Regions from separate parts of the Anser cygnoides genome. Here region 2 is linked to region 1. A link is a contact called in public Hi-C data. All regions are on one chromosome and are shown on one strand. Each heading gives the region's core, a stretch centred on a gene start, on an enhancer-like site or on the middle of the called end of the contact. The rest is flanking DNA. Distances are from core to core; before and after follow the strand shown.

Region 1 (5,777 bases), core at 1,685-4,184:
GCTTCAAAAGAATAACTGCAAGTTTGAAAGGAGTCCTAAGTGACCCTTTAAATAGGTAACGATTAAAAAAAAAGTTGGCACATAAACAATTTTTATATGTGTGTATATATATATAAATCATATATAATATGTATGCATATATACATATATATATATATCAAAGAAAAAAATGGGGGTTTTGCTTAAGATATGCCTATGTGGCTGCAGATAAGCAGAACCTGAAAATTTCTTTTAAATGTAAATTACTGTTGTCAGCTCTGGTGCCCCCAGCATAAGAAGGACAAGGACCTGTTGGAGTGGGGCCAGAGGAGGACCACGAGGATGATCAGAGGGCTGGAGCACCTCTCCTGTGAAGAAAGGCTGAGGCAGTTGGGGTTGTTCAGCCTGGAGAGGAGAAGGCCCTGAGGAGACCTTACAGCGGCCTTCCAGGGCCTAAAGAGGGCCTACAGGAAAGCTGGGGAGGGACTCTTTGTCGGGGAGTGTAGGGATAGGACAAGGGGGTAACAATTTTAAACTGAAATAGGGTGGGCATAGATTAGATGAGGAAGAAATTGTTTACTCAGAGGGCAGCGAGGCCCCGGCACAGGCTGCCCAGAGAAGCTGTGGATGCCCCGTCCCTGGAGGTGTTCAAGGCCAGGCTGGATGGGGCTTTGGGCAACCTGGTCTGGTGGGAGGTGTCCCTGCCCATGGCAGGGGGTTGGAATTAGATGGTCTTTAAGGTCCTTTCCAACACAAACCATGCTGTGATTCTATGAAATTTCAGTCAGAACTACAATAAAAGCCCTCCTGGAGGGGAAGGTCACCTTGCCTTGCCTTTTCCTCGTGGTGTGGCCTGGCAGTGGTTATCTCACCAGCCGCTGACTGCTCCAGTGGGCTCCCTCGTGGCTCCTTCACTTTGTCTCATATAGCTTTGATTTCAGTGGGCTAAAAAGGAAAAGGTGACAGTGACTGCTGCTGGCAGGACAGACAGGACCCTGACTTAGGGGCAAGCTGGCTCCAGTTATCTCCATGTTATCTCCAGTATTTCACCCACCAGCTTTTGAGGAAAATGCATGCTTAACTGTTGTCAGTGCAGAGAAGCTGGCAGGTTTGAATTATGTTGTGTGAATACTTGAAGCATAAAGGATTAAAGAATTATCAGTAGGCAGCCAAGGAAAGTAAACTCATTTAAAAATAAAAGGGGGGGGGGGGGGGGGGGGGGGGAGACTGCTGTAATTGATTTATGATACAGGAATAACCTGAGGACACTAAACAGGATTCAGGAAAACCTAAAAAAGAAATCATAGCCACTGTCTTTTGGAAACTGATGTGTTTTGCTTTGTTTTTTTTTCACCTCTTTTGCACCCTGGACGCCCTCTTCTTCCCGAAGCCAAGCACGTTCAGCCTCCCCCTTAGCACTAGAGTTACAGGAGAAATGAATTTCGGTCCAATGTTATCTTCCATGGTCACCATTAAATTCTGTTTGTTCTTCCATTCAGTTTATGATTTGGCTATTGTCTAAGGCTTCAGAAGGCCAAATTCCTAAACTGAAAGAATTATTTGGTGCAGTAAACAACATGAATGATTTGAGGAGTTGACAATGAAGGTCTGGAATCTTGTAAACTCAGAGTTGTTAATACTGATAGGAATTTGCACCAAAAAGAGAGAGAGGGAGAAGGAAGAAAATCTGGTAGAAAGGAGCTTTGGAGGTAGCAGCCATATTTTAGTATTTTAGATCCAGAAGCAAAAGATAAACAGATCTATGTCAGGCTGAGAGAGACCTTGCAAAGGGTGTCAAACAACCAGCAAGAAGTTCTGCAGCCACCCTCATCAAGGTAGGCAAGGGAAGGGAACGGTGTTGTTTTGAAGGAAGCTCACAGCAAAACACATTCCTGGTTGCCCAACGCTTTTTCTCCTTAATCTTCACCCTCCAGCATTCTCAGTGCCTTCCCTCTCGCACCCATCCAAGGACAGCAGCAGGGCAAGGATGGAAAAATGACCTTGGCCTGCATTGATGCACAAAGGGTTTAAAATAGAAAAAGAAAACACACACACAAAAAAAAGAACTAAAAAAAAAGTCTCAGCCTCCATCCTTCACAGCAAGTAAAGGCTCCTAAGCTCAGCCACTTTGGGCACCAGCAAAAATGAGCATTGAGTGTTTGGAGCTGTGATCTGCAGAGCAAAAACTACAGCAGCAAGGCACTGCTGGGGCTGGCCAGGCCCACAAAGAACCTCCTCCTGCCCCTCCAGACACTACCTAGCTGTTTAACTAATATACGAGAAAACCAGATTATTTTTGTCATCCAGACCAAGGTAATGCTGTTCTCAAATGGGCACTGAATCACACAGCACTAACGAGGAAAAGGATATTGCGCTACAGTATGTTTTATTGTTTCCTGATTTTTTTTCTTGACCAAGTAATGAAGAAAAAAAATTAGAAAAAGAATCAGTAATTTGACCCAAACAAAGCTTGCCACTGCCTTCCAACATACATTAAGCCACCTACAATCAGAATGTGAATTAGTCTTTCATCTCTAATTTCAGTAAAATTAACTGCTCCAGTAGTAGCATGTGCTGGTTCGAGATATAATTAAATTACCTTGGGGGCAGCAGTCTGAGCACAGCCCATTTTATTCCAGTCTGAAATATTTACCCAGGGAAACAACCCTGAGCGAGAAGTTACTTGGCTACAGCTGTAATGACTGTGCTGCTCCATTTCTGCTCCGTGCAGAGAAGGCTTTGTTGTATCCAAGTCCCTCAACACCTAGCCACATACATTTTTAGAATATTTCTGTGTACCAAAAGCCCTGCAGGATCCTAAAGCAGGCACCATCAACTAGAAAGAAAACTAGTTTCAATTTTCCAGCTCCCCATTGCCCCTGTCAGCAATAAAACTCCAAATAAAGTTAATATTCTAGCCAGTTTTCTACATTCCACTACCTCACCCTTTATTTCGATGCTTTCACACTTCTGTATCTATAGCCCTGGCGTTACAGGACAGTATGAAAAGAGTTAAGGACAGCTGTAGAAGTTGCTTAAAGAAATAAGCAGTCAGAAGACAAACACAGTTCTCAACTATTAACATTTATTAAAAGTTTGACCAAAGTAGCTTTATTCCCAAATATTGTTTACAAAAGTCTAACAATTTCCCCATGTAGTCAAAGATTAATAAAAGAACTGAGATGGCATCGCATTAGTGCATAGAAAGCAAAACTTGTCTACAATAGTCAAAAAAATCAGAACTGGTGTAAAACTGAGGTTTAACACTTGAAAGCAGTTGATAATATCATAGGCAGAGCATTCACGAGCATGTATTTTAATTGTGCACGATGTTAGGTTGTTGGCTGCAGTTCTGCCTGTTCCTCTAGGCTTACAGTTTTCTTTTCTCCTACAGTCAGAACCCAAACTACAAAGTTGCTTTTTTCCAAAGCAACTGGCTGACTTCTGTGCCTGCCCAGCTGGGCAATTTTAATACAAAACAGCTTCCCAGCAGCTCTGCAGTTGCCACGTTTTGCAGTTTTCCTCATCGACAGGCTAACTAAGCTGCAATTAGCTCCATAACCTGTCTGTATTTGTTGCCCTCCCTGCAGCTTTAGCTGCTTAGGATCACAGGCACTCCAAACACCCGACTGCTCGTTTCAAACCCAATTTCACCTGAAGGTTTCAATTTGAAGCAGTTGCTTACTGCAAGCCGATTTCCAAACTGTAACCGAGCGAGTACATCCAGCTTAGGACAATGCTGGTCCAAAGAACACAGAGGAACTGCAAACAGAAGGGCTGGATACTGCATACCCAGCCCACGCCGGCCAAACCAAACATCCTGCTATCCTTCATGGGCTTGTTAGGCTCGGCAACAGGAATGCACAAGAAATCTAATACAAGGCTGCACTGTAGATAAAACTGTGCCAAAGCTGCTTTTCCTTTCGACCCAATTAGAGCTTTTTGCTTTGCTCAACCAGTTTGACCAAATTCTCTTGGAAGCATCTTGAACTGCAAAGAACCATGCAAAGAGTTGGAAAGATACTTGAGCTTTATTACGGCAATGGTACAACTGCCCCGGTTTTGTTTTATACTTCAGGACACTAACAAACCTTCAGAAGTAGAATTAAAGTATCGCAAAGAGAATCCTTTACGGCATTCCAGCATCTTCTAGAGACTTAAGTGCTCCAGCCCTTGCTTCCAACTGTACTTAGTACACCTATCCTTTTGAAAAATGGAGTGTAATGCTCCCAGATTTTACTGTTGTAAGAAACAGAATGTGAGCCAAAAAGAGGCGCAAAGATCCAACCAAAGCAAACAGAGCACAGAGAAGTTAATAGCATGTTAGGATTATTCAAGCAGTACAGACACATTCCTATAGAGCAGGCACACAGCTAAAGAAGGGAAGGAAAACAAAACATCAGAACAACACAGCAGTAACTCAAATAGATCTGCTTTTTTGGAGGTGTTACAGACAACACAACAAACATACTGGTGCCATGGAACAGTAATCCCGCAAAGCTACTCAATTCTTTTCAGACTTTATTATGTGGGGATGCTGTGGGGAAACCATGTTAAAGGTTAGTATAACAGCATTATGCAAGTCAGATCTGATTATCCATTAACTGCTCATCTGCATTTAGTGATTCAGAGTAAGTTTTCAATCTTACTTTGGAACCATCATCTAATATAGCTGGCATTTCTTATACCCCCAAATGTTTAACTCATTATCTATTAACTAATAGCAATCTGTTGACTCGTTACCCAATTCCACTTCAACCGACTGATCGAAAGCTCTGGATCCCTATTGTTCAGGCACCAAGTACGAACCTCGCCATGCCATTTGGTGCTGACCTAACCAGCGTGCATTTACCACATCTCTGGGAAATGCTCCAGTACATCTTCAGGCAGACATCCCATAAACATCTTTTACCCAAAATTTAAATTCAAAGCCATACAACGGGACAGGTCAACACCACGCTGCTTGAAGACAGTCAAGTGCCTGCCAGTTTCTTTCAGCTTTGAAATAAAAACTGAGCAAAATGCTGAAATGGGGGGGTCCTTCAGAGATTGCCTGACATATCTCAAAGGATCCTCAAACTTCATGTTTTTGGTTGTTTTTGGAAATGCAGCTATCTGCAGTACATTCAGTACATTCTGCAATGTACTGAAAGCCATTTAGATTGAAGTGTTTAACCGCTAAGAATCTCTACATGACAGTTAACCAGTTCTCCAAGAGAAACATCTTCTGGTTACCATCAGAAAAACACATGTACAAAACTAACTGGAAACCTAATGTGATTCTGTTGCTTATGCAATTTTTTTTCTGTTCACACTATTTCCTCTTGACAGCAAGTTTTCTTGGTTTACTCAATGCACTACAGAATGCACCACATACTGCAGCTGTTACCTGGCAGTTGTGCTATCTAATCTAGAAACCACCTTTAAAGAAAAAAGCACCGCAGAAATGAGATTTTAAGGCTTAGATACAGCTAAAAGTAAATCCTCTGCTGAAATTCACTCTACAGCAAAACAAAAAATGTGAGTATTTGCTTCACAACTTCTGAGCACACTGAGTATTCATCCTTTTCTTATCCTGCAAGGCCTGTATGTAGGTTTTTCTAGAAAGTTAACATTAACCCAAAGAACACAGAGACATAGCATTGAACTTTGTTTTAATGGTCTCAAATTCTGTGACAGATTTTTGGTCAAGTTTCCATTTTTAAAAAATTTATCGATTTTAAAGACTAATAACTTAAACTGCCACGAAACAAATGGTCCACAAACATTCCTTTCCTTCTGAAGCTTTTACGATGCAT
Region 2 (5,777 bases), core at 1,385-3,884, 500 kb before region 1:
GAGTTCCATCTGTAAAATAGATGCACAGATATGCCAATAATTAGGAATAGCATAAGATTTTTGCTGAAGTCATTGAAAGAATTGATAAAGCTGGTAAAATAAAATTAAATAAAAATGCAGGTGAAATATTTCATTTAGAAATAAATGAAGTATACTGATTAATATGTTACTCTTATTTATCCTGCTATTGAAAACTGTATTCATTTATTTGTTTGTTGTTAGGACAACTAGATTTGAATTGACAATATAACTTAAAAATTTACCAATTTTAGCTTGCAAAAGACTTATATCCACATTTTAATGAATATGTCAATAATCCCAGAAAGTCTAGTAAAGAAAAATAAAGATTTAGGTATATTATTATCGGAATGGCTAAGTGCAAAAGTAAATCTGTACATTCATGCAGGTCTTTTGCTTCTTTGTGCTTCATAAATTAAACCCTAAGCATACTGATGAAGGTAACAGTGTGAGCTAGGAACTATGTCTCTAAGTGATAGTCAGTAATGGAATGGAAAAATATCGTGTTCTAAAGGTATTCAATTAGACAAGAGTGAATTTTAACTGTCTGTTCTTTTGATACTGTTTCAGTAAACATCAAATAATAAACTAGCCCAGGGATTAGGTGAATGTAAAGGAAGCTTAATCTTTATCCCTGTTTGCTCAGTTATGACAAGTGGAAGTACTGCACAGCTGTACGATTTGATCCTCAGAATACAGATCCTATCCCATTAAATCTGTTTCTAGCAAACTACTGGCTACTTTGTACCAGAAGTACACCAGAAAATATTTCCTAGGAAAGTTGAACTTGGTATTTGTATGGTAAAAACAAGCAGAAGATTAATCTGAATTCCAAATACCTAAATCTTTTTAAGGTGAATTTTTAAGTCCTTCTATCTTTTGCAAACAATGAAAATTTAAATTTAGGTGTATCTTCAAAAAAACAATCTATCCATTAATCCAAAAGCACAAATTCATAGCCCTCGAATTTGGAAATTAATATTCCAAAAATGGGATTTTCTTTAATCTACAATACTATCAACTCATATTTCTCAGTTGGTAGACATCACTGACCCCTAAATTCTTATCATTAGATAATGTGAGGTTTGAGCATGAAAGTCTGTACAAAAAAGTAAAGATTGGCATAAAAATATCATAGGATTAGTATTTATTATATCCATAAATGCTTGAAATTATTAGAGCAAAGTCAGTAGTAGGATAAACAACTGTTTATTTAATTGCATGGCAGATTCTATAGGTCATTCATTTTTATTGCTGTAAACAATACATTCTATAAAAGAATATTTCAATAAACTACATGCCAATATTGCTCAATTAAATGTCAAGAGATGCTCTCAACAGAAAGAGGTATTTTCAATTCTTCTCTCTCTTAAAAAGTATTGATTCCTAAACACAGTTACAGAATTGTCAAGGTTCTATGGCTCCAAATGGGAACAAAATCCTAAGAAAGAAAGATTTGGATAGAAGGAATCATCAGCATCACAGAAATAGTCATTGAAATCCAATTCCAAGAACTGGTGGAAAGGAATTATCCATGTCCAATCAAAGTAGTTAGTAGGATCCTTGAAAATGAGACCTGTGAGGTTCTGCCCTTCCCAGTTATCAGACTGTACTTTTGGTCTGACTCTGAAATGGCAGTGTTTCCTCCACCACAAAATGAATGCTGTTGCCTTCTTGCTACCTATGAGCATGAGTAAGAGGATTTCTCTCCTCAGCTGATGAAGAAAAAGGACTCAAGATTCAGAAACTGGCTGATGTGCGAATGATTTTGGCAAACCAGTATCGGTAGTTATACAGAATTAGGGATCGATGGTTCTGTTTAAATACAGGGATTGTGCACACCACTCTGAGCTATTGCTGCAGGTTGTTTGCATATTTAGACAGCGTTATCACATTTTGCATTAGATCTCTATTTCTAAGATTTTTTTGATAAGTGTACAAGTAGGTGATACCACTTCTTTTTAGAGAGAAAACTTTTCTTAAGATTTGCTTGCCATAGCCAAAAATCTGTGTAAGAGCGATGGAACTATATCCAGCCCCAAAATTAAGAACAATAAACTTCTCTAAATCTTTTCAAATTGTAGAAAAATATTTTTATCAGAAGTTTCAGCATAAACTTTGTAGAGTTCATCACTGCTTTTTAAAATTTATTTGCTATTTGAAACATAATGACTTTTATGTTCTTAAATAATATAAATTATTTGCAATAAAATTATTATATTTAATTATTACAATAATTATTTTATTAAATAATGTTCATTTATGTTCTAAATCAGGCAATCCTGATTTATATTTTTTCATGTTGCAGTGTTTGTGGAGAGGTAAAGAAAGAAAGTGTGATTAGCAGATATTTATTATTTGTGTGTTTACACTGATTCAGATTGAGAAGTGCTGTCTGTAACTTTGGAACTGTAACAAAGTTCCTCTTGTAGGGGTTCCAAAAAGGTCACTTAATTCATTGCTTGTTTGGTGAGCACACATTTGATAGAGTGTTTATTTACTAAAGCATAGCTACCTGAATTGAAAGCTGTCTGTTATAGAGCTGGGAAAAAAGCAATAGTGCTGGTGTTTTTCAAAAGCACGGCATAGGCAAATTTATGTATACAGTAAATTTCACTAAGGACTGATGACAATAAGTAATTTTATATTCATATAGAACAGACAAGAAACAGTTTCATGAGAGGTGTACCTATTTAGGTAGTATATTACATCATCAGTAGTTCAAAGGCAGTTAGTTAAGTGATTGATCCATGTCTGACCAATTCTTATCTTTCTATTACCATCTAGTAATAGAAGATAACAGTATTTAAGGCTGAGTTTTGCAATATACAGTGCTCCCAGGATGATGTTTTCCACCAGTATCAGACATGCTTCTGATTGAAGCACTTCTCAGAACTCTTCTCAGTCCAAACCTACCTTATTTGTACTGTGCATGTTTTTAAGCAGTCAGTCTAGCCAACAGGATTGAAGTCTCATGTGTTTAATTCTACTATTTGGACTATCTGTATAAAATTGTGCTTACAGATTCTAAAATATTTTAGAAAATCTGTCTGTCATTAAAGCAAGAACATGGGTACTTCACAAACCTAATGGTATGAAGATTTAAGCTACTGCTTAAGCAAAAGAACTACTCATGTGAGAAGATTTTGCAGTCAAGACATTAAGACTGTGATGATGTTAATGCCATTTATATATTATCACAAGTTCTATAACTCCCTGCTGATAGCTTTCAGGGAGAAATCCCTCTATTTTGAAAAATGAAACTAATGCATTTTTTACTCAACTTGATACTAATTTTAAATGAAAAGAAGTAGTTTTTTGTTGTTTTTGTTTTCCAGAAGAGTGAAAAGTGTAGTTAAAATACTTCCTAAGGAAACTGAATATATATGTGTGTGTGTGTGTGTTTGGGAGGGGAGTTTCCAGTAAAATACAAGGGAACATTACATAGAAATGTCAAAATATGTGTCCCTCCATTTTGCCGTGCAAAACTAAAAACCAGTTACTAAAGTTGCAATGGGATAGGAGGGAAGAAGGGAGAACCTATTTTAAGCTGAGCATGCCTCAGGTGGTCCACTGAAATGTGTTCATGAGCACTGTTGTGCAACACAGCACATTGTTTATGCAAATGCTGTAGTTGTTTTGCTTAATCTGAAATTAACAGGGGCAGATCCTAAGTGCTGAACACGGGTACATGCCTATGCAGAGACTGGTTAGTCCCTTGCTGTTAAGTGTTGCCTATTCAAGGACATGACTTTTCCAGCTTCTTCCAAAAATAGTCTATTTTTATCAGCTCTTACATATGGTCACTCATTAGTAAATCTTGGTAACTGTCAGTAAAACACAACTTATATGATCCTCACCTTAAACTTCCCTAGATGTGTCTTTGGAAGGAACTGATTTATGCTTTAGCAGGTTCTAGATCCATCAAAGTCACGGGATGTCATCTCTGCTCACACAGACCCCTTCATGTCTCCCTGGCAAGATTTCCTGTCTGTCTGAAACTTGCAATGGGATAACGAACCCTTCTCTTTCTTTTTTAAGGGTGATGGGGGGTTGGGGCTGGCCATCACTAGTATGTTGCCCATAGGCCTACTAATCAGCAATACCAAATTATGATACAATGAATATTCCTTGTTAGGCTGATTTAACAACTACATCTGAAGTGAGTCAGACTGCAGCTTAAATTTCCATGTCTCTGCAGAGTGATAACTAACTCAACATTACCGTGAGAGCAAGGGCATCGCTTGTTCATTGCAGTGTTGTGACTGTGTATTAGTACATCCTGTGCATATTTGAGATTGTTCTCCAGAGCACGTTTCTGAATACTTCATCCAGCCTCCATGTGTAGGATCAGAAAAAGGATTCATATAGAAACATTCAATTGTAATATGATAGCTAAGGAAAAACAAACAGAACTGACAGAGAGATTTGTCTTTCTATCAATCGATAAAAGTTCTTTGGGGTTATTAGTTTTTTTTTGCCTCAAAATTGCTTTGCCTTCATACTGCAAGTATTGTAGTTACCTTTCAAAAAAGTGAGAGAGCAAAAACATACAGAATACTGCATGTTATCTCTTCTTTCTATAAAATATGAAAATACAGAAAATTATATCTTTATATCTAGTAGGTCTTAAGGCTTTTGTGAACAGTGCCTACAAGATAAATGTATTAACCTACATGTATTCTCTTGTCCCGTATCCTTTCTCTTTGGCAGTAAAATTGCTGTTTTATTGCTTTCTGTATTCTGGGGATATATGCAGGAAGGCTCTATGTGAAATTCAGTGTTGCCTGTATCTCTGTCAGTCTGAAAAACAATTGGGAAAGCATTCATTTTTCTTTTCCCTCGCAGAAGTGAAGAGCAAATTACAAAACTGGAAATATATAGTCTGAAGAGTATCCAAATTAAGCTTATATATGAGAACCAAAAGAAAAGAAAATGTATCAAGACTTAAAATTAATTTACTAAATGAAAAAAACAGGTTTTTGGAAGCACTGCTACGCAAACAAATTAACATGTTTGTTTTTACTTTGTAACTGTAGTACATTTACTCCTAAAATGCAAGGCAGACGGATGGGAACTTCAGGGAGAATCACTAAGAGCACAAGTGTGAGCGGAGAGATGTATAAACTGGAGCACAATGATGGGAGTCAGTCGGACACGGCTGTCGGCACGGTTGGAACAGGTGGGAAGAAAAGGCGTTCCAGCCTTAGTGCCAAAGTGGTTGCCATAGTGTCTCGAAGGAGCAGAAGCACATCTCAACTTAGCCAAACAGGTGAGTGAGACGCACGCTCTTCAGATGCAGGACTCTCACCAGACGTGGTTTACCATTCTTTCATCTGTGGCATCTGTGTTACATGTATATAGTCCACTTAGGAGAGAAGAATTTCCAGCTGTGAAAGAATTTCTGAGGTGTTAATGTTCTTTGATCATTAGGCATCTACAAGAAACCATATACAAATGCCTTTTAGACTATGTACCATAACAACTTTCTGTCCTGATAAATGAAAAGTGTTTAATTTCTTAGAAGCCTTGTTTACAGGTAGGCAAGGAGATACAGAGACATATGTGGGTATCAACAGTGGATAATGGTTTGGGTAAGAGCAGACTTTTATGTACAGAAAATTTCTTTTAGTGGAAGAGTTGAATATGAATGGAGGAATTGAAATCTGAGCAAATGAATGTCAGTTATGTAAGTTTTGTAACGGGTTAATACCTGTAATAATACCTGTAGTACCAAAAAATGTGGTTTTAAAAGCTAC

The links. Hi-C and Micro-C count contacts between places; a contact is called where the count stands out from the background.
Region 2: a contact with region 1 is called in a Hi-C map of liver, with 2.2 times the contacts expected there. The contact joins two enhancer-like sites. A contact is called at or near these places in 2 of 7 Hi-C or Micro-C datasets (both in liver).

Annotation. Positions count from the first base shown.
Region 1 is chr3:90,241,903-90,247,679 of Taihu_goose_T2T_genome, reverse strand. EEF1A1 (eukaryotic translation elongation factor 1 alpha 1) reads right to left here. Exons shown (of 7, transcript XM_048077459.2): 7 at 5,617-5,777. Among named protein-coding and RNA genes, the nearest start is that of EEF1A1, 6.4 kb to the right of the region's middle. Within about 2 kb of position 2,934, at least 2 of the 3 cell types and tissues checked have open chromatin away from gene starts, as enhancers often do. A contact at or near this core is called in liver, where this site is marked.
Region 2 is chr3:90,737,193-90,742,969 of Taihu_goose_T2T_genome, reverse strand. It overlaps RIMS1 (regulating synaptic membrane exocytosis 1), which reads left to right. Exons shown (of 36, transcript XM_048077390.2): 31 at 5,058-5,290. Among named protein-coding and RNA genes, the nearest start is that of KCNQ5, 160 kb to the right of the region's middle. Within about 2 kb of position 2,634, at least 2 of the 3 cell types and tissues checked have open chromatin away from gene starts, as enhancers often do. A contact at or near this core is called in liver, where this site is marked.